Regions from separate parts of the Mus musculus genome. Here all the other regions are linked to region 2. The links are chromatin contacts, called in public ChIA-PET, Hi-C and HiChIP or PLAC-seq maps. All regions are on one chromosome and are shown on one strand. Each heading gives the region's core, a stretch centred on a gene start, on an enhancer-like site or on the middle of the called end of the contact. The rest is flanking DNA. Distances are from core to core; before and after follow the strand shown.

What was found. HiChIP or PLAC-seq counts read pairs in DNA pulled down with a chosen protein or histone mark. Hi-C and Micro-C count contacts between places; a contact is called where the count stands out from the background. ChIA-PET counts read pairs in DNA pulled down with a chosen protein or histone mark.
Region 1: a CTCF HiChIP or PLAC-seq map of CD8 T cells shows a contact between it and region 2, with 15 times the contacts expected there. The contact joins two enhancer-like sites. A contact is called at or near these places in 2 of 15 datasets of contacts at CTCF or cohesin (CD8 T cells and large pre-B cells), 19 of 484 Hi-C or Micro-C datasets (the 63-12 cell line, the AML12 cell line, B cells and 11 more) and 5 of 115 datasets of contacts at active chromatin or transcription factors (the 230-238 cell line, CD8 T cells, DN3 thymocytes and 2 more).
Region 3: an H3K4me3 HiChIP or PLAC-seq map of the SCID.adh cell line shows a contact between it and region 2, with 12 read pairs. The contact joins the promoter of Pvt1 here to the enhancer-like site in region 2. A contact is called at or near these places in 5 of 115 datasets of contacts at active chromatin or transcription factors (the 230-238 cell line, CD8 T cells, the SCID.adh cell line and 2 more).
Region 4: an RNA polymerase II ChIA-PET map of memory CD8 T cells shows a contact between it and region 2, with 63 read pairs. The contact joins two enhancer-like sites. A contact is called at or near these places in 4 of 484 Hi-C or Micro-C datasets (B cells, the G1E-ER4 cell line, Th1 cells and 1 more) and 6 of 115 datasets of contacts at active chromatin or transcription factors (CD8 T cells, Th17 cells, Th2 cells and 3 more).
Region 5: a BATF HiChIP or PLAC-seq map of CD8 T cells shows a contact between it and region 2, with 7 read pairs. The contact joins two enhancer-like sites.
Region 6: a contact with region 2 is called in a Hi-C map of Th1 cells, with 3 times the contacts expected there. The contact joins two enhancer-like sites. A contact is called at or near these places in 2 of 484 Hi-C or Micro-C datasets (B cells and Th1 cells) and 3 of 115 datasets of contacts at active chromatin or transcription factors (CD8 T cells, effector CD8 T cells and memory CD8 T cells).
Region 7: a BATF HiChIP or PLAC-seq map of CD8 T cells shows a contact between it and region 2, with 10 read pairs. The contact joins two enhancer-like sites. A contact is called at or near these places in 2 of 115 datasets of contacts at active chromatin or transcription factors (CD8 T cells and memory CD8 T cells).

The regions. Positions count from the first base shown.
Region 1 is chr15:63,651,487-63,654,507 of GRCm38.p6, forward strand. No RefSeq gene overlaps it. Among named protein-coding and RNA genes, the nearest start is that of 4930449C09Rik, 65 kb to the right of the region's middle. Within about 2 kb of position 1,260, at least 38 of the 459 cell types and tissues checked have an H3K27ac peak or open chromatin away from gene starts, as enhancers often do. A contact at or near this core is called in the 63-12 cell line, the Ba/F3 cell line and CD8 T cells, where this site is marked.
Region 2 is chr15:62,822,780-62,825,590 of GRCm38.p6, forward strand. No RefSeq gene overlaps it. Among named protein-coding and RNA genes, the nearest start is that of Gm22521, 31 kb to the left of the region's middle. Within about 2 kb of position 1,267, at least 41 of the 459 cell types and tissues checked have an H3K27ac peak or open chromatin away from gene starts, as enhancers often do. A contact at or near this core is called in the 230-238 cell line, the 63-12 cell line, B cells and 8 more, where this site is marked.
Region 3 is chr15:62,036,721-62,039,420 of GRCm38.p6, forward strand. Pvt1 (Pvt1 oncogene) reads left to right here and starts at 1,266. Exons shown (of 5, transcript NR_132747.1): 1 at 1,266-1,481.
Region 4 is chr15:62,168,157-62,170,859 of GRCm38.p6, forward strand. The region is part of intron 1 of Pvt1 (Pvt1 oncogene); the gene reads left to right. Among named protein-coding and RNA genes, the nearest start is that of Pvt1, 130 kb to the left of the region's middle. Within about 2 kb of position 1,330, at least 65 of the 459 cell types and tissues checked have an H3K27ac peak or open chromatin away from gene starts, as enhancers often do. A contact at or near this core is called in B cells, CD8 T cells, Th1 cells and 4 more, where this site is marked.
Region 5 is chr15:62,091,284-62,094,309 of GRCm38.p6, forward strand. The region is part of intron 1 of Pvt1 (Pvt1 oncogene); the gene reads left to right. Among named protein-coding and RNA genes, the nearest start is that of Pvt1, 55 kb to the left of the region's middle. Within about 2 kb of position 1,753, at least 115 of the 459 cell types and tissues checked have an H3K27ac peak or open chromatin away from gene starts, as enhancers often do. A contact at or near this core is called in CD8 T cells, where this site is marked.
Region 6 is chr15:62,189,048-62,191,760 of GRCm38.p6, forward strand. The region is part of intron 2 of Pvt1 (Pvt1 oncogene); the gene reads left to right. Among named protein-coding and RNA genes, the nearest start is that of Pvt1, 150 kb to the left of the region's middle. Within about 2 kb of position 1,429, at least 53 of the 459 cell types and tissues checked have an H3K27ac peak or open chromatin away from gene starts, as enhancers often do. A contact at or near this core is called in CD8 T cells, Th1 cells and memory CD8 T cells, where this site is marked.
Region 7 is chr15:62,208,809-62,211,508 of GRCm38.p6, forward strand. All of the region lies in intron 2 of Pvt1 (Pvt1 oncogene), which reads left to right. Among named protein-coding and RNA genes, the nearest start is that of Pvt1, 170 kb to the left of the region's middle. Within about 2 kb of position 1,318, at least 25 of the 459 cell types and tissues checked have an H3K27ac peak or open chromatin away from gene starts, as enhancers often do. A contact at or near this core is called in CD8 T cells and memory CD8 T cells, where this site is marked.

The DNA of each region.
Region 1 (3,021 bases), core at 10-2,509, 830 kb after region 2:
TGGCTTGAGGAAGAGTCTACAACATACCTCAATCTGTGTCCTTCCAAGGTAGTATTGTCGCAAAAGACAGGAAGCTTTTCTGAGCTTAAGGAGGCTAACGAAACTCAAGTTTAATGTGGGACTCAGCTCCTCATTTTGGCATGATTTGTGATTGGGACATTAGTAAAACTCACATGAAATTCACAGATTAAAGGAACAACTTACCTCGCTTTAATGGCTTAATTGGTTGCAATCCAAGAATTGAATGAATATATATATATATATATATATATATATATGTGTGTGTGTGTGTGTGTGTGTGTGTATATACATATATATACATGTGTATATATATATATATATATATATATATATATGTATGTATATACACACACACTTTTGGCACTATGTCTAAAATATATTTTATATATGATATATACATATATGCCATATATAGACACATATGTATATGATACACATTTTTAAAAAACTTGGTCAGTTGCATTGGGAAAATTACTTATACTGTCCTCTTGGTTTTATATTGTCAGTATCAACAAAAGGGGTATGGTGTAGAAACCCCTAACCCCCACTCTGACACACACACACACATCAAAGACCAGCACAAAGCATACCAGAGTGTGAGGCCTGAGCTGAGTTTCTGTAAACCCATATATGCCATATGTGTCTCACACCTTTCTCATTTATCTTCAAGGCTTCCAGTGTCCATGATAAGATGGCAATGATGCAACATGGACTCATTTACTCATTGATGCCGTCCCATAACGACCCATCCACACTAGCTAGGGCTTTTAAGATGTACCCCCTAGGACCCACATTCCACATCTCATCTTCATTCCTGACAGTACAGCAGAATATCCCCGCTACTGCTACACACCATGCTACCACAGGTCGATCATGAACAAGCCAGAAGACAGTTTGGCCCCTCGAACTATCAAACTCTTTGTTGACCTGGACTCTTCTTGTGAAATTTAGGTCACAGGGTCAGCACCTATCTGTCCTACATGCCAGACCAGGGACCCAGATTGTCTGTGGCACCTACACAAAGCACAGATAAAAACAAAATCAATCTAGATCAGACTGCTGCCATTTTGGAAATTCATGGGCTGGACCATCCCAGTGAACGGACACAATGTTGTCCTCCACACCCAAATGGACCCAAGAACTAAATTAGAAAATGGAGACAAAAAGTTGTTTCCTCCTCTTAGCCGATTAGGACAATCTAAGGAAAGTGCAAGAGCGCCCCCTGCTGCCAGTATTTGGAATTGTTTGATTCACCCTGAACATAGTTCAGCTTCAAGATGTGCAGCCTGGAGGCTTGAAATCAAGCCTCCTGCTCCCAGTGCGCACATTTTTCAAACACTACGCACACAGCTGCCCTTAAGCCAGTACTTAAGACTTCACCTGCATTATCTCGCTTCATCCCTTGAACAGTCTCAGGGCCTGGCAGAACAGCTACCATTGTGGCCTCTAACAGACAATTTAAAACCAGCCATGTAAGATGGTGTATAAAGTTGCTTACTCAAGGTCAGAGAGACTCTTTTTTTTTTTAAAGTAGCTCCATCTTTAAAATATGACATTCCTCCAAAGGATCTCTTCTAAATCCCCTTGCATACATAACAACCTAAGCTATATGCTGTATCTCCTAGGTGCACAGGACTGGGGAGTGAGAATGGGGTTCAAAAGCAATCCAATGATGTGTGCCTTTGTAAATCTATACATTCGTTAATGCTGTTATTTTCTCCCATGAATTAACAATTTTTACTCTTCTCTTGCTAACATGTACCAGGATAGAAATGAGTATGGTATATGTGTGTCTTTGTAAATCTATACATTCATTAATGCTGTTATTTTCTCCATGAATTAACAATTTTTACTCTTCTCTTGCTAACATGTACCAGGATAGAAATGAGTATGGTATATGTGTGTCTTTGTAAATCTATACATTCATTAATGTTGTTATTTTCTCCATGAATTAACAATTTTTACTCTTCTCTTGCTAACATGTACCAGGATAGAAATGAGTATGGTATATGTGTGTCTTTGTAAATCTATACATTCATTAATGCTGTTATTTTCTCCCATGAATTAACAATTTTTACTCTTCTCTTGCTAACATGTGCCAGGATAGAAATGAGTATGGTATCCGAATAAAAACTTCTGGATTACAAAGCGCATAGATCCTACTCCAAGGGGTTAAGGTTCTCAAGTGGGAAACAGAGAAATCCAGTGTGATAAAAGAGCTTCTCTTCAGGGACCAGTGGCTATGAAGAGTAAGATAAAAAGTCCTATAAGCGTTTGTACCAACTGAACGATCGTTTCCTCAGAGAAACTATAAAGCTATCCTCAGCCTTCCTCGTAATGTTGACATACAAGAGTGTGTTTCTCTGTTGAATATACAATGAAATACTGTTTGTTCAAATTTGTGTTCTTTCCGCTGGACCCTCAAATGGCAATTGAGAAATGGAGACAGATTTTGTTTTCCCAAGGTGGCCTGGTACAACTCCCAAAATGGAACTTTGTGTCGTTAGAACAGTTGAGAGGATCGTAGAAAGATGGACCCAAATATCAGCCAGAGAATTAGACCAGAAAATGGAACCAAAGTACCTGTCAGTCCAAGGATGTAGTGGCACTACGTGTACACCAACTGGGAATGTTGTGGTCCCAGGGGAATTAATATGAGAACCTATGATTACACACACGTGGCTCTTCTCAAGGGGGGTCTGGGATTGGTGGGAAACAATGGGTTTTCATGTCTAATAGTCTGAGTCCACAGTGGGAGACAGCTATTTCCCTAATCTTCCTGAGGTCATCTTTCTGCCTAAGGGTCATCTTTCCAGGTCAGATGATAGCTAAACTTGCCATCCCTTCAACATCAAGAACATAGAGTTTCAAAGGGTGAATTGCTGGGAGAAAAGGAAAAGTCAGGAAGACCAAAGGGAGACATTCAAGAGCTGGCATGCCACAGTCCCACACTTTTCTCAAATCCAGACTGTTCAATATCAAATTGTTGGCAGGCGGTTT
Region 2 (2,811 bases), core at 17-2,516:
CCAAGCCAATGTACCCAAACACCCCTCCCAGTTATCAGCTATATATTTCTCTGGTCATTATCTCACTAGATAGCATTTCCAACTATCCATCAATCATATTGGGCATCTCCTTCATCCTCAAGGGTATATCCAATTATTAGTAAAATATCAGCATAACATTCCCTCTAAATCTGGTTACATAGTTAGAACTTTGTGGTCATAATTTTGTTTCAAAATACCATGGAATCTCCAAAGTATTCTAACTAGTTTTCACCCATCTGCTCTCCTTCTCCTCCCTCCTGTTCTCTTAGCGAATCTGATCTTTTAGCTACATTTCTGACTGTGACTCTCTTATACACTGTGTCCTTTTATTTTCAGAATATAAACCAGCTATGCTATGGATTTGGGTTAGTTTTATAATTCTATTTCTTTCTAATATGCCAGCTGTGTCTCATGCCCTTTTCTTCTTCCTGTGTCCTCTCATTAATCTGAGTCTTTTTTCTCCTTTATACTGCTGGGTAATGAGTTTTATCAGCATCTCCCCTTCACACTACCTCTTGCTTGCTTATCCATCACATCTTGTCCTAATTTATGTCTCTTCAGTAGGACTTCTAACAAGCCAAATGGGATATTTCACTTGTACACTCTTCAATGTATGTTGAGAGTATTATAAGCATCTAGCACATGTGTAATATCTTATTGTTATTTTCTAGTCCCATTAACACAATATAAAGATTTTTATTGAATAAATAATTTCTACACAAACTGCTGTCTAAATTCTTTAAATTTATAATAGTAAAAAACATTTTCCCTAGATAATTTACAACTCTATATGTCTGATTGCAAGATAATTCATATCAAATAGCTTTATCAGTAGTAATTAAAATTATCACACACATATTCAGAGAATGTCAGACAAATGAATGCATAGATGAAGACGGTTATAGAGAAACAAAATCATGACACTCTGGAATCCTCCACCATGGAACTGTCGTTAAAAAATAAAAAGTGGACATCTTTAGCATCAAGACTAGAATAACAGAGGAGATACATTTTAAAAGTTAATGTCAATGTGTCCCTACTTGAAGAGGGCATATTGGCTGGTAATGTGCCTCTAAATGGGGCATAGTGGACATCTTAAGCCCTCTTGCTTTGGTCAACAGGTTCACAGATAGGTTTCTGAGATCAGGTCACAGAATAACAATGGGCATTCGAGAGTGTCACAGACCAAATACAACTCCACTTCCTCTTTGATTACCTCATCTACCATAATTTCCTTTCCAGGGACAGTGGTGAAGACCAATGCATGAACACTAGGGTAGACAAACCCTAACATCTGGTGCTCTCTCTCACACCCCTGCAGAGGAAAGGCCAAGTGCATTTCTAGGAAATAGCATTTTCTGAATTGTATTTCTGTCATGTATTACAGCCACATGTAACTCAAAGAAGCATGTGGTAAACAACTACCCACCTTCCTACTACCTTCTCACCAGTGCTAAGTATTTTCCTTTCTTTGAATCAATTATCTCTTACACTTCCTCCTTATTTCCTTCTCTCTTTAAAATTCTCTGTCTTTATACATGGCTGCTTACAGAAACATCCTTACCACACTCCACTTTCACTCTGAGCCAGTGAGGCTGTATTTTAGTTTCATGAAAAAAAAAATAGAGTCAAAAGAGGATATGATCACCACACAATGTTTTTGAATAAGATGAGTTTTTCTATTCTCTCCTAACTTCTAAATACTTTCAACCTGTAAGAAGGTGGCATCCACAGGCAAAGGAATTTTAAATATATACATGTATATGTATATGAATGCATGTGTATATATGTATATGTACATATACACATACATATATATAATCAGTAAAACCAGAGGAATTTCAGGGAGAAAAGTGGAGCCAAAGTTGCTGCACAGTCCTCAGAACATCTAACATTGCTGACACCTACACCTTAGACACTGAACACATCTAACTGTGAGACAAAGCCTGTCTATTTTTAAACCATTTGTTGACTAGCAGCCCTAGGAGGCTAATTCAGGCCAAATGTATTGTATGGCAAAAGAATTGCTTATGAGTTAGATGTGGTGAAGTTATTTCCTTGGCTTCAAAGCGGTTCAGTTTCATAAAGAAAACACAGTATACTTCCCCAGTGACTTAGCACATAGTTATCACAGGATGGATGCGTGTGGATTTTTATGGCTTCTCAGGATAATAATTTCCATAACATGTTGTCTCAATCTCTTTTCATGCACTGTCCTGTAATATGTGTTGTTTATTAGTCAAGTTCATCTCTGTACAATACATTTGGAGCAGGAAAAGGTCTGAGTCATGAAGGTAGGAAACAGGGCAGAATGAAAGAACAGAAACGGAGACAAGTGTTTTATGTGGGTTATAAAGGATGATTCTTATGTTCTTCCCAGAAAGCTACCACATGCGCATGTACAAAACGATGGCCTATTCTTCCACTGCCTAGCTCTCTAGGTGATGGAAATTGTTACCAATTGTGATCTAATTTTATTTTTTTGGAAACGTTTGAAACCTCATTTGCACGTAGTCTCACTAGAGTTCGGCAAAGTACCACATTCAAGTGCTTTGGATAATTCAGAGCTGAACAACAAATGACTACAGAGACTTCCTTTCTTGAGATTTCTCCAGCGCTAGAAGACCTTCAGTGCCTTCAGAAGCAGTTCACACTAAAAGGAAAGGGCCCTTTCCCTGACATTCATTCACTTGCAGGGAACATCAAAAAGGTGCTGTTTCCTCTGCAGAGAAAGTTTAACCTTCCAAGTGAGAGATGGAAAATGTGGGACTAGTGTCTAGCTGCATCTGA
Region 3 (2,700 bases), core at 16-2,515, 790 kb before region 2:
TCTGACACATCGAAAGCACATACAGACATAGAATTCAGAACCCTCTTCACTCTCTAGCACAAGAAGGAGATAATCTGAAGGAGATAATCGGAAGATCTGTTCGGTCACTCTCAGGGTGGAAACCAACCACACACAGCGCGATTATCCGTGCATATCGCACTGGCACACACGAGTATGGTAAATTTTCTCTTCAACAGAGACATCTTCATGTGGCTAAGAAGTAATGAAAGTGAAGACATTGAAGGGGGAACGTAGAGGGAGGGAGGAGATAAAGACTCTCTGAGAGATTGAAATAAAGTGAGGTATAGTGTGCTGAGAGAAGAGTGGACCCGCGTTACTTTCCGCGATCCTGGTATCACCTAGTTATGCAACCCGCTTTCCACAGGACTCCGGTTTCCCTCTAGGATCTGAGTCTACCTCATCTTTCATTCCCCTTTCTGGTTGTAGCACGTTGCCGCGCTTGACTAAATGGTACTAGAGACGTGCACCTGTTCGGTGCTGGATTGAATACAGCGAAAAGAATATCGTGGTATACGCGTGCCTTTCACACCAGCCTTCGTTCTTTGCAGAGGCTTTTGCACATTTGAGAGGTTAGTGTAATACCCTGTACGGACCAAGAATGGAGGATGCTGCAGACAGGTGGTCCTCTCTCAGCTAGAGTTTGCTTAGTACGTCCTTCTCTCCAGAACCACAGATGATGGATGGTACCCAGGACTGCTCTCAGATGAGAGTTCTGAAATAGAACAGATTCGGGGGGGTCTTCTGTAGGAACTACTGACCTATTTTCTGAGCAGTTTGGTCCTTTTAATTCACTGGAGTCTCCTTCCCTATCCGAAAAGTGGGAAGACTGCTAAGCTTCAAGGTGAAGGGGGATGGGATGTCTACCTTAAAAAGGAATAGTGTGGGGGAGGGGAGGGTGGGGAGGGGAGGTGGGAAAGCTAGTTGACCTCGCCTGGGCATAGCCCCAGGCTGTGTGGGACCTATGTAGGACCTAGGTTTGAGTGCAGCTAGAACCTCCCAGCCCAGGACTGACAGAGTGTGCTCTCTACTAGGGCCATCTGGGCATTAAGCAGCCTCAGTGGCACGCCACCTCCATGCGGTTCTCCTCTCAGGCTTGATGCCCCTTCATTGCCTAGGGCAGCAGGCAGAGGGGCGAGCTGGATCCCTCAGGTCAGAAACCTCCAGACACCAGGAGATCGGGGACACACGCGGCCTGCCCGGTGGCGCGCGCTTCTCCCCCTCCCCCGCGGCCGGGAGCGAGCCGCCGTGACGTCACGGGCCACCCGCCAGCCCCGCGCTCTACCAGGCAGAGCGCGTGTGGCCGCCGAGCACATGGACCCACTGGTCAAGCGGGCTCGGCAAGGCCAGGATGAAGAGAAGCTACGAACTTAGCATTCCCAGAGCCCCCCGAGTGGATATCCGCGTGGAAAGGATGTTGGCAGCCCCGGTGACCTCGGAGTCACGGCTGGATCCACCCTCTTGTAAGTTCCAAGTTTATCCCCTGGAAACTCTGGAGCCCAGGGATGCAGAGTCTGGATAGAGGAAAGTGGCTTTTGCATTCCCACGAGCGCGTGTTAACCTTGCACTTTTCCTCATCACTAGACTCGAGATTGCCAGAGAGTTTGGGTGTGGGTGAGAAGTGTGGGTGCGAGGGAGATTTCCCAGGATGGCCTCTACATAGAGGTAATTCTGGATTTATGCACTTGATCAAGAGCCCATTTCCTCAGGTCTAAAAGAGAGAGACGCCCCCTGCAATCAGCGCAGATTTGGGGCCGCTGATGTGGTTTGGAGGCCTCATTTACGAAACTGGAAGTCTGAGTCTAGTCTAGTGATGCTCCCTCCATCCTTGGCCAGCCCTCCTCCGAGACACCCCCTCGGGGCAGAAAGAAGGTGATCTCCTAAAACTCCCTGTGTCAGGAAACTTTCTGTGCTTTTGTATTGCGTTCCTGTGTTCGTGGAAGGCCCCCACGCCTTCATCCTTGCTAATTCTTTTTGGATAGCTTGTTGCTTTAACTAGATTGGCCCTTTCTTGGCTAGTATTTTCTGCTGTACCTATGAGTGGTGTGGGAGAACTGTGCAGACTTCCAGGAAGCGCAGCCATGAAGCTACATGTGCCTATGTGTAGACACATCATGGATTTTCTTACTAGTTTACTAGTGGGTGATAATCTGTCCTTTTGAGCTCTCCAGAACGTTCTAGAAGCTTAAGGAGAGAAATCACTTAAGAGAGTATAGGGAGAAGTGAGGTTTTTGTTTCCTTTCTGCTCTTGTGTTTTTAAGGGGTTGTTGTCATTTGACCTAGAGAAAGCCAAATGTGTGTGTGTGTGTGTGTGTGTGTGTGTGTGTGTGTGTGTGTGCCTGCCTGCTTGCCTGTCTGTCTGTCTGTTTGTCTGTCTGTGTGTCTGTGTGTTGGGGAGGGCTAAGGATGCAGGTCTCTGTTGAAGTGCATGTGGTAGGATGTTGCAGGCCTGTTTTGCATATGGGCAGTGACAAGTTTGGGCTTGTTCACTTGCACAGTCCTATGGTCATAGCTAGTCCTTCTTAAAGCTCTAGCCAGTGGGAAAGCGTTTGTGTTTCTATCCTTGGAGCTCCAAGTGGGACTTCTTAAAAGATTTAGAAGGAGCAAAGCTGTCAGGAAATCAGAAACGTCACATGGACTCCATGACTGGGAAAAACCTCGTGGTGGCCTGCTCTCAGTGCT
Region 4 (2,703 bases), core at 80-2,579, 650 kb before region 2:
GAACAAAGATAGACCATGTATGACTCTAATGGCCTAGGACTTAGGCACACACTGCAACAAACATGAAGATCTGAACCTTTTTCATAGCTCCTGCTCATTAGTCATAGTTGTGAGCCTTGAATCCCATACTCTTGTCGATGCATTGTTTCCTCATCTATAGGGATGTTACCTGCCTTACTAGAGCTTTTATGTGATAACACAGAGCCTTGAGAATCCATCATTAAAAACAAAACAAAACAAAAACCCAAATAAACAAAGTAAAAAAACAAACAAAACAAAACAAAAACAAATAAAAAACTACCCTCGTTGGCCTGTAACTTTCCATCTAACCCAGGCTAGCCTGAATTACTAATCGTCATATCTCAGTTGCCTGAATGCTGGGGTTACAGGCCTGGGCCACCACAGATGGGTCATGAGATCCTGCATCTTACATGCTGAATTTTTCTCTGAGGCAGGTATCAGTGTGTAGGTTAATAAGCAGGATGCTTACTCTGGAGTACATTGGGATCAACAATTGTGAAACGCATGGAAGGAATCAGGATTGGAAGGAGCCATCAAGCTGTGAAGGTGTCTGAGCATAGCATAGCCTCAGAGAGAGCTCTGCATAGACCACACTAGAATGCTCTTTGAGAACTGTCCTGAATTGTGGTGGCATGACGGTTGATCAGTGACAATGTAGCTTTGCCTGGAAGGATACTTGAGTCTGACCCTGTTCAGCTAAAGTTGTCTCCAAAGAAGCTGGCAGCTGAGTGTCAGTTGGTTGTACCAAGCAACTGTTTTTAATGATGGATGCATGGTACCTAGCACAAAATAAGCAATCAGTATTTAGGGAATGTTTTCACCCAAGCACTATTCATTCAGCAAGTGGTTACTATTTGGACAATGTTCTACTACTGAGCTCCTTATACGAGTCGTGCACCATGGCTACAAATAGGAAGTTTATAATATGAGGTAGGTTCAACACTGGCTTCCTGGAAGAGTAGACCTGGAGATGTGACTTCCTGGATCATGGGCCCTGGGACTCGGTATTTCCTTGTCTTTCTAGAAGATCATTTCTTGAGATGAGGTGCGAGGTGTCTCAGGGGTGGGACTCTCCATCACGGCCCACCTGATGGTGCACCTGTGCACCACGGGAAACTCCCTGCTAAACTTACATTAACTGTTTGAATTCCCAGTAGCTTGGAACTTCCCCAGGGGTCCCATTGGCTCTGTGACTTTCCATCACTTAAGTAATTGGAGGATGGAGCCGAATGGAAATAATCTATACGCTTTCTTCTGTGAGTCACCAAAAACTACAGCCCAGAGTGTGTGTAACTGCTTGACTTACTTTTCCTGTATGCAAATGAGCTGTCATTACAGTTCAGTAAGTAGAGACTCTACAGAGTGAACATGAGACCATTATAGTTTCTATTTGAAAAAGACAGAGATAGCTTGGTACAACTGTCTGCCTTGGCAAGAGCCCTTGGTAGAAAGTGCTTTTGGGTTGGGACCTTACAACTCTTTGGGAAGTGTTTGTTGGTACACTCTGGCCCCATTTTCCAGCTCTTGCCTTGACCAAGACATAGCAGGAAGTAGATGATCTCTAGTGTGGGGTAGGTTGTTTTTATCTCCACAAGTCACCCAGGTGATCAGAGAAGCTTTCCGGAAAGCAATGGCTTTGATGTTCTGGGTGACAAGCTGTGAGTGTGCGGCAGGAAAGGAGGGTTTTGAGGTTGGAGAAATGAAACTACTTTGGGTGGTGACTTCATCACTTGACACCCCTATGGTAGGAAGGTTCTTATAAAAGAAAGGTGAATGCAAGGGTAGGTATGAAAAGGAAAGTTTGAGGTGGACAACAGTGAGATGACGGGCTTCTCATGGTTCAGGGAAATCTACCGGCACCATCGACCTTCTAGGACCCTTCTTCCTCCCACACTTCACCGAATCCTCAGTTTCACCAGTGACCATGTTTACACCTGTTATCTGCTCCATTCTTCGCACATGATGTTACCCTGACCCCATGTGTGCCTACTGCTCAGGGAGCTTGGCTTAGAAACCAGAGTTCTTGGGACAAATAGCCTTTCTCCATAGAATCATAGTGGCCCTCACTGACCTGAGAGCATCCCGTCTTCCAGTTCCCAGTTTGTAGAAGCTATACCTTCCCCTACCCCTCCGAGCTTCTCCTCTGTGGAGCCCCAATGTTCTGTTCATGGCTCTTCTGAGCCTTGGCTTCTTAAGCCCTAACTGGGACTGATAGCAGTCCCTGCCATTCTCTTTAGGTCACCGCTGTGCAGAGGAAAGGCTTCACACACTGCCTGAGTTGCATTTCTTGAGGGTGTTTTTCCTCGATGGCTTTTTTTTTTTTTTTTTAGCTGTGCTGGGGAGTCAAGGATATATGACCTCACCAATTAGTGATCAAATCTTTGACACCCTTAGGTGTTACCCAGGATACTAGTTTAGCCATTTGGAACCAGGTGTGTCTAACCTGTGGCCAATAGGCCACTTGAGTCTTACGATAGCTGTTAATGCAGTTCACTACTTTCATAGATGACACTATCATATCGCAATAGCAAAAGGTTGGACAGCTCTGTAAGATTTAGCCCATCTATCTTCTGAAAACAGGAATATGTGCAAGGAATGAGTGACTGCTGTGTGCCAGGGAAGAAACATGATGCTGCGTGGGACTGATTACTGCTTCGTGCTCAGTGCTGGCTCACACAGTAA
Region 5 (3,026 bases), core at 503-3,002, 730 kb before region 2:
ACAGTTCTGCGGCCTTCTTGTCAACCACTGTGATCTCGGTGACAAAGTTGTTGCATCGCCCCCTTGAGGGTACTCAGATAGTAAGGTAGAGAGTGGTTCATGGAGTCAGTCTACCCTTCTCAGTTTGCTGGCTTAGAAGATGAGGGATGTTGAATAACCTACACTGCAGCCTCCGGAACAGCAGTCACTATGTGGCTCTTAATGGATGGCTGGGGACATTTATCTTGGACTTTTCTGTTTCCAAAACTGTGCTGAAAGGCTTGTGTAGATATAATATTCAAAGCATCTGGCGGTCACATTTGCTTTAGCCTACAAGGAATGGGTGATGAAGCAGTAACTGAAAGGGTCCTTAGGGTGTGCCAATGCCAGGTGGTCCTTTGTTTGAGTGTGACCATTGAGGCCTATGAGATCAGTGTGCTAGCGTAGCAGGATGGCTAAGTAACCTGGAGTTGAGGATAGGTAAGAGAAAAGGCCCTGTGTTGTGTGCACATTACCTCTTCTGTGATAGTCTGCCCAGCCCTTACCTGAGCATCTGGCTTGGGTGACATCACCTAGTGTTGCTGCAGACGTAAGTCCCTTCCTGTCATGCCTCGCTGTTAGGATCCTTGGGCTGTGTGCTTGATAGTCCTTTGAGCATCTTGGAAGTGCTTTAGCTCCGATGGGTGAGCACCTCTGGCTCATGGTCCAAAACGTTCCTTTTCCTTCCTGAAAGTGTGTCCAAACTGTTGCTTCGTCTTCCTTTGTGGAGACTGTGGCTGCCTCATCACTACACTTCCTTGACTGACTTCAAGAGTGTGATATCAGGGCAGGGTGGGGGTGGGGCAGCCCCAACAGAGATCTTTGTGCTTTCTGAATTGATTTTAGTGCTTCCCGCCTATCAAGTGCCCAGTCTTTACTGTCTTGCTATATATATTGCACAGCCGGTCCTGCTGTGTCTTATCTTTATCTGTGTCCCAGTCAAACTGCCCTCTCTTTCCGTGTCCGGTGGGAGCCTGATTGCTTAGAGATGAGTATAAGGTTGAAAGGAGGAGAAAACTCCATGTCATAGAGACAATAGTGGGCTGAAAGAGGAACATTAATTTGATGTGCCCAAGGGAGAGGGAGCCGCATGTGCTATTGCCTTTCTGGGTGCGCTCTGGTGCACCCAGATGTGGATACAAACAGAGCATCTTGCCTGCCTCTGGCTTATTGAAGCTGCTCACTGGGGTGGCTTCACTCACCTTTATGAGAGGCCTTAGGCTTCATTAGAAAAAGCCTTTATGGCAATTTCCATAATACTGTGTATGTGTGAGGATTGGATTCCCCTCCTGGGATGATACTAAATACCTTTGTAAAACCAAGCTCACCTGTTATCGACACACAGGGGCCAGGATTGCTCACCTCATGGAAAGGCTCAGCAGCCTCACTTGCCCTTCTCAAGCCTCTCAGCCTGCTCTGCAGAATGCAAGGAATGGCCAGATGCTGCCTAGGCTTGTATTTGGCCTCTGCCAAGGTCAGGTTGTCGGGGAGGAAGAAGGGGAGGGGCACCCTTGCTTAGTAAGTAAGGAGGGGAGGAAGAGGCCCAGACAGAGCAGCCACGAAAGATCTTTTATGTGCAAGCCTGGCTCATCTGCAACTCTGCTTGGAGCCCACCCCCACCCCTCATTTCCTCCTACACCAGGAAGGGGTGCTGGGCAATTGGGAGGGGGCATTGCTTCCGATCTGGTGTGAAGCTCACATTCCTCTGCAGTATCCTGGGGTTGCCTGCCTGCAGACACCTGGTTGGAATAACAATGAGTGGGAAGCTCGGTTGCAGCCTCTGCTCAGCTCTGAGGATGCTCTGCTAGGAGAGGCTAGTTCTGCTGAGCTAGCACTTCCTCCCTGCCTTTCCTTCCAGGCCAGGCCCTCTTTGACTCCAGCGTGGCTGCTGGTGAAAAGTATATACTGAAAACAGTACTTGAGGTGGTTGAATCTCATTTCTTATGCACATATGTTATTGGAATGGGAGATGATTAATAGGGGCACAGGGTGAGACCAGGGGAAATGGCCTGAAAAGCCCTGCCTTGAGCTAACATCACTGTAAACGTCACTTTTTATTCAACATCTGTCTGTCTGTCTGTCTATCTATCTATCTATCTATCTATCTATCTATCTATCTACCTACCTACCTATCATTCTGTGAGTGTCCCAGATGTTTAGGTTAACTGCTTTTACCACCTCCATAACATAGTTAGACTTGGCTAGGTTTGGGTAGACCATTCTAAACCGTCACAAAGCGTCATTAAAGGCTCCTTACGTTGATGTTTTTGATCCCTTCTGTCTTTGGTTATCTTTATTTTTTTTTTCCTGACTTTTACATTTTCTGATTATAACATACATAATTATTCTGTCTAGCATAGGATAGGAGAGCATTTCTTCGAACTAGGCTGCCATCCCAGCCTTTTGCAAATATCAGCTCATTTAATTCCGAGCACCCCAGTATGATGGTGTTAGGTTAGACATTATTCAGGGGTTGGATAAGTTCAGCATAGAGGGTGGAAAGTTCAGCATAGAGGGCTGGAAAGTTCAGCATAGAGGGTGGGGCTTGCCAGCCATGCTCCGTAACAGGTAGGGACTGAGGGATGCTGGGAGAACCGGAGGTCAGATCCACTTTGGAATGTTAAATAGGCACTTCAGCTGCTTGCTCAGGGTCTGAATCTCAACACTTAGAAATAAGCACTGTGTGAAGACACACAGGTGCCACAGGAGAATTTTATTTTTAATGGTTCCAGATCTTCTTCCTTCCTCTGAACACAGGCATCTTTTTAATTCTATGCCCTTTATTTATTTATTCTTTTTGGTTTGTTTCTTCCTTTTCACTTAAAAGTGTATTCTCGGGGGTGGGTGGGTATGGGGGACTTTTGGTATAGCATTGGAAATGTAAATGAGCTAAATACCTAATAAAAAATGGAAAAAAAAGGTGTATTCTCTCATATGTTAAGTCCTGACCACCGTTTCCCATCCCCCTACTACTACCCGCCCCTGCCCCCCCTCCACATCTCCTCTTC
Region 6 (2,713 bases), core at 179-2,678, 630 kb before region 2:
TCAAATATGTGTGTGTTATCCTGGTGAGCATGCTCCAACTCAGTCTTTCTAACTTACAAGGTTTTGACAGTCAAAGTAGACTCTGGCAAGAACCCTAGTATAATAAGACATGATTTTAGAAAAATCATCACTATTTCCAAGGCTGGGCAGCAAGGATTTCTTTTGACTGCTGGATAGATTGACAGGAATTCAAAAAGAGACTGTAGTTCCACTAAGCTAATGTTCTAAGCACACGTGGAAGCAGGGGAGATGTCATTGGACTTACTGTTGACCCAGCTTCCCAGTTTGTGACTACTGTATGCCTTGTATGTCCTGGCTCAAATTGGTGTATCCATGGCAGGGACTTGAGTTGATTATTTTTACCCCGCAGACAGGGTAGTGCTGACCTCGAACTCTCAATCCTTTTCCCCAAGTGTCTGGATTACAAATGTTTGTCTACACACCCAAACAAATTTTAATGATACAAGAATTATCCCCGTGGCCATTGGAGTCCATTGTTAGGACGCTGTTCCTCCAATGTATCGCCACATATCAACTCTCTATGATATGAACCAGGAGGGCTGTTCAAATTGCATCTCTTCTCAGTTAATGCCGGGCTGGTCTGCACTGTATCCCTCCCAAGACTTGTAGCCAGATAGGACTGCAAGGCGGCAGCGGGTTTGTTCATTCGGTTTCTGTTTTACAAACTGAAGTTGACAACATCCCCGGCACTTGCGTGGTGAGTCATCTGATAAAGGTCGCCTTGGTCGCTGGTTACCTTCTCTACTCAAGAATAGAGTCACAGGTGGCTTTGATGGCTAGTTTCCAGAACCATTGATGGCTCTTCTTAATTAACGTGCAAGTGGGCCTCCTCTGACATTTAGAGAGTCAGTGGTTACCTTTCAGAAAGTACTACTGGGTTTCCTCTGGGCCAGGCGCCTTGCCTTCCACCTGTGGTTTTACAAGGTATTACCATGGACTGTTCTGAGCCACGCACTGCACCTAGGCCAGAGAGGTGTGAGGGAAGCCGGGCTACAGCCACACTGCCTTTCATTAGCTCACTGGCTCTCATGTCCAAAGTAGAAACAAGGTCCAGCTCTGAGAGGGTTTTGTCTGCCATGCTGACTCTAGAAACGTGCTCAAAAGAGAGATAGACCACTTCTTTGTCCCCCTTTCTACCCTGCTTTGTTACGAAATGCAGATAATCATTGCCCTTTAAGTACAAGATTGTTCTTAACATTATCCCTGGCTTACACATTGCTGGCACATACTGAGGTTTCCATAATTACCTATGCACCTAAGCATTCAAGTGCGTTGCCTTGGAGTTAGGATTTCTTTCTTTCTTGCTTGCTTTTTTTTCCCCCCATTCTGTTTTACTGGTATGACTCATTCACTCATTTGACTCCATTCAGTAAATGAATACATCCTGAGACTCTGTTAAACACTAGAGTCCTTCCAATGAGCAGCCCTGTTTACCCTTTCAGACTTCTGGGAAATGTGGAGGCGATGATCAGTGGAGAGCCAGCTGGTCCTGAAACCTTCAGGAAAGCATCTGGGCCTGAAAGCAATATTACATTGTATTCGTAAGGTGAAAAGCGCTATCTTTTCCACCCATGCCTCCCAAGGCTGAGTGTACTACCATCTAAACCAACAGGCTTCATATACAGAATGTGACTAGGTTTTCTCTAGGAGGTTGTCTTCTTTAAGCAACATATTAAAGCTCTTGAACAAGAGCCAGACACGTGGTACACACCTGTAATCCCAGCACTTGGGAGGCAGAGGCACTCAGAGCTCTGAGCTTGAGGCCAGTCTGGTCTAAAGAGAGAATTCTAGGACAGCCAGGGCTACATGGTGAGACTCTATTTAGAAGAAGAAAAATGTTCTTTATCAAGTTCACATTTTAGAATCTTTCTGATTGGTGCTGAATACTGACCCCCCTCCACCTGATTTAGAATTGCCCAAGAAGTTCATTATTTTGTGATATCCTCAGACTCTCATTAGTGCTAGAAGATGACTAATTTGAAGTGGGGAAGTGTTTTCTGAAGTGTCCCTCTCTGCAACTCTGCCCTTAATGTCAAATCAAGCAGTTATTTCTGATAAGTTCTTTAGCTTCTCTGAAGCAGCCCAGCTATGGCTGGTTGTGGGTGGCGCTGATAATGACTGAACAGACAACACAAATGAGGTGGGGTTGGCCTTTTCAGCCATTTTACAGGAATGAGGGGGTTGGGTAGTGGCTCCATTAGTAAAACGCTTGCTTTACTGTGTAAGCAACTAAGGGCTGGGAGGTGGAACTCTTAAAGGCTTGCTGGCCAGCCAGTTTAATCAAACCAATGAACTCTAGATTCAATGAGAGACTCTATCGTAATAAGTAAGACAGAAAGAAATTGAGAAACCACCCGATAGTAACCTGGGGCCTCCCCAAACACAGGAGCACATGTCATACACACACATGAACACATACACCGCAAACTGAAAAAAGGATCCATTTTTCTTTAATACTCAATGCAATAAGAAAGCTTTGAGAATGTTTAGAGATTTCTATGACCACTGAAAATATAGTTCTAGAAAGACAGAGATGACCAAGAGAGACAGGAACCTGGGCAGTACAGCTGCTATTTGAATGCTTTGTTCTTCTCAGGGTATTTTGCCCTGAATGTTCTTTCTGGATTTTGAGCACTTGAGCTCTTGGCATGCCAGCAGTTGGGCCTTCTGGAAAGATCATAGACTCTGAAAA
Region 7 (2,700 bases), core at 68-2,567, 610 kb before region 2:
CCCCCATAATTCGGAAAAGAGTCAGCTCTAAGTGACTTGAATCTGGGTTCTAATGTAGTAGTCCTATACCATCTGTTTCATGTGACTCCTGCTTCTCCTATTGTGACTCTGCAACAGTGGTGGTGGCACTCTCCAGGTGGGAGTTAGGACATACCAGGACCAATGCTTCATCCTTCACATCTCCTTCCCCTGGAACAGTCAACTCCTTCCATACCTAGAAATGAAGTTCTTAGGTGAGGGAATCCTCTGCTAGAGGAACACTTGGCCTCAGCCAGGAGTCCTAACTTGTAACATCCTACCTGCCCATACATGATGTTCTTAGTGTCCGTACTGCCCTTACTGCTCCTGAAGGTAAGTCACCTGCAGGGTCACGTCCTATGGTGGCATCAGGAGGGGAGATATTTGATCGAGTTAGTGTCATGGAACACTAATTTGTTTTGATCCACAACAGACCTTCAGCTGACCTACCTGATCCTGGTAGGGATGTCTGAGGGAAGCTAACCCAGAGGGACTCCTGGCTGGGCCCTGGGTGCTCCTATGACTGGTGTAGCAGTCATGAAGGATGGAAAGAGACCCATGTGAGGAAATTTCTGGAATGTATAGACACCTAAAGGAGTTCCTTCAATGTCTTGCAAACAGGTTTGCTCTTGGACTGAGCAAGTAGCCTCTACTGGTTAAGTGAGTCATTCACAAAGCCTTGGATTTAATCCAGACACTAAGTAAACCCAGGGGATATCACATGACTATAAGCCCAGACCGTAGGAGGTGGAGAGAGAAGGATCCGAAGTTCAAGGCCATCCTCTGCTATGTAGTGAGTTCGAGTCAACCTTAGATTCCCAGAGGCACTGTTTAGAACCACATAAGTAAGGGACTAGAGGGATGGCTCTGTGGATGAGAGCACTGACTGCTTTTCCACAAGTCCTGAGTTCAATTCTCAGTAACCATAGGGTGGCTCACAACCATCTGTAATGGGATCTGACTCCCTCTTCTGCTGTGTCTGAAGACAGTGACAGTGTAATAAAAAAAAAAAAAAAAGAAAAGAAAAGAAAGTAGAACCAAATAAATATTATTGCCACCCCTCAAGGAGAAAACGAAAAAGAAAAGGAAACAGAACAAGAAAGGTTTGCTCTCTGCTGACTTCTACCTACCTCACAGCTCAGACCTCCTCACAGCTTTCTCACCAGCTATGGCCTCCTGTTCACATTCTGTCTCCCTCCTGTGGGCAGAGAATGCCCAACGCAGATAGCACCTTGTACACGCCTCCCCTCCTCCCCCTCTTACTTTGTGACTCTTGTTTCCTGCCCTCTGTCCCCGCCATGGACTTCTGCCAGCTTAGCCCACAGTGGCCTCCCTTTGTTTAAGCATCTTGGTTTCAGGCAGACTTAGCCAGCCTCTTCATTCACCCTTTAGAAGTCCTGACAGGCAGCCAACCAAGCTGGCCAATCATGAAGGTTGGGTATCAGGGTCCTGGTAGCTGCTTCCTGTCTTGGTGGCTTCCCACACCTGGATACCCTGAGGCCCTGGACAGAAATGCCCAGATATTCACCTCAGCTGGCATGAACATACCATCTGGGGCTGCTGGCTGGGGCTGTTCCCATAGTCTTGATCCTTTCTGGGAACTACTCCTTCCATGAGTAAACCCTCTCTCTTCTCTTACCCACGCCATTCAGTCCACAGCCTGTCTCCACCAAGGATCTCTGGCAGTGGGAATGTAATGAGCTGGCTGGGTTCTGTGACTGTGAGGAGACAAGGATGCCTCATTTTCCTCTTCTGTACATGGACATTCACCCAGTACATTGATTGACACTAGCGATGGACAAAGAGGTACTATGGGCTAGGCCAGTATAAGCATTCTACAAAGAACAGCAGCTGGCAATGCTACTCTATGTGAGTTCTACAGTGATACTGTATCATCCTAGGTGTCGCATGGTGCATCATCGCATAGAAAGAAATGGTCAAGAGCATAGGAAACAGTACAGAAGCTCCGCTGCACTCTCTAGATCCTTGTTGTGCTCCCAGTCAGAGATCCAGCTGAGAAAAGGAAGTAGAACTTCCATTCTTACTGTTTAACTTAAAAAAAAAAAAGCAGTAAATACTCATTCTATAATTTAGGAAATTCAGACAAGCAAGAACAAAACTTTGTTGTTGTTGTTGTTGTTGTTTGTTTTTTGAGACAGGGTTTCTCTGTATAGCCCTGGCTGTCCTGGAACTCACTTTGTAGACCAGGCTGGCCTCGAACTCAGAAATCCACCTGCCTCTGCCTCCCAAGTGCTGGGATTAAAGGTGTGCGTCACCATGCCCGGCAGAACAAAACTTTTAAGAAACACATTTGCTAATATATGTAGTCACGGGCACAAAGATACACACATGCACTATCTATAGTGGGGGAGGTGTGTGTGTGTATGTGTGTGTGTGTGTGTGTGTGTGTGTGTGTATGTGTGTATGTGTGTATGTGTGTGCGTAATCATTTCTGTATTTATTGTCACTTCAGACATGTATATCACTCATTTAATAGTCTTATTCCATGTGATGTGGATCTCATACGTGTTTATAAAAAATAAGAAATGAGCTCCTGTGTTAGAGCCTGGTTTGCCATTTGACCTTAGGTGATTTTTTTTTTCTTATCTATAAATGTTTCTTCTATGTGGAAAATGTGACAGCCAATAGACTTTCCTTATCCATCTAACTGATAAAGCAGAT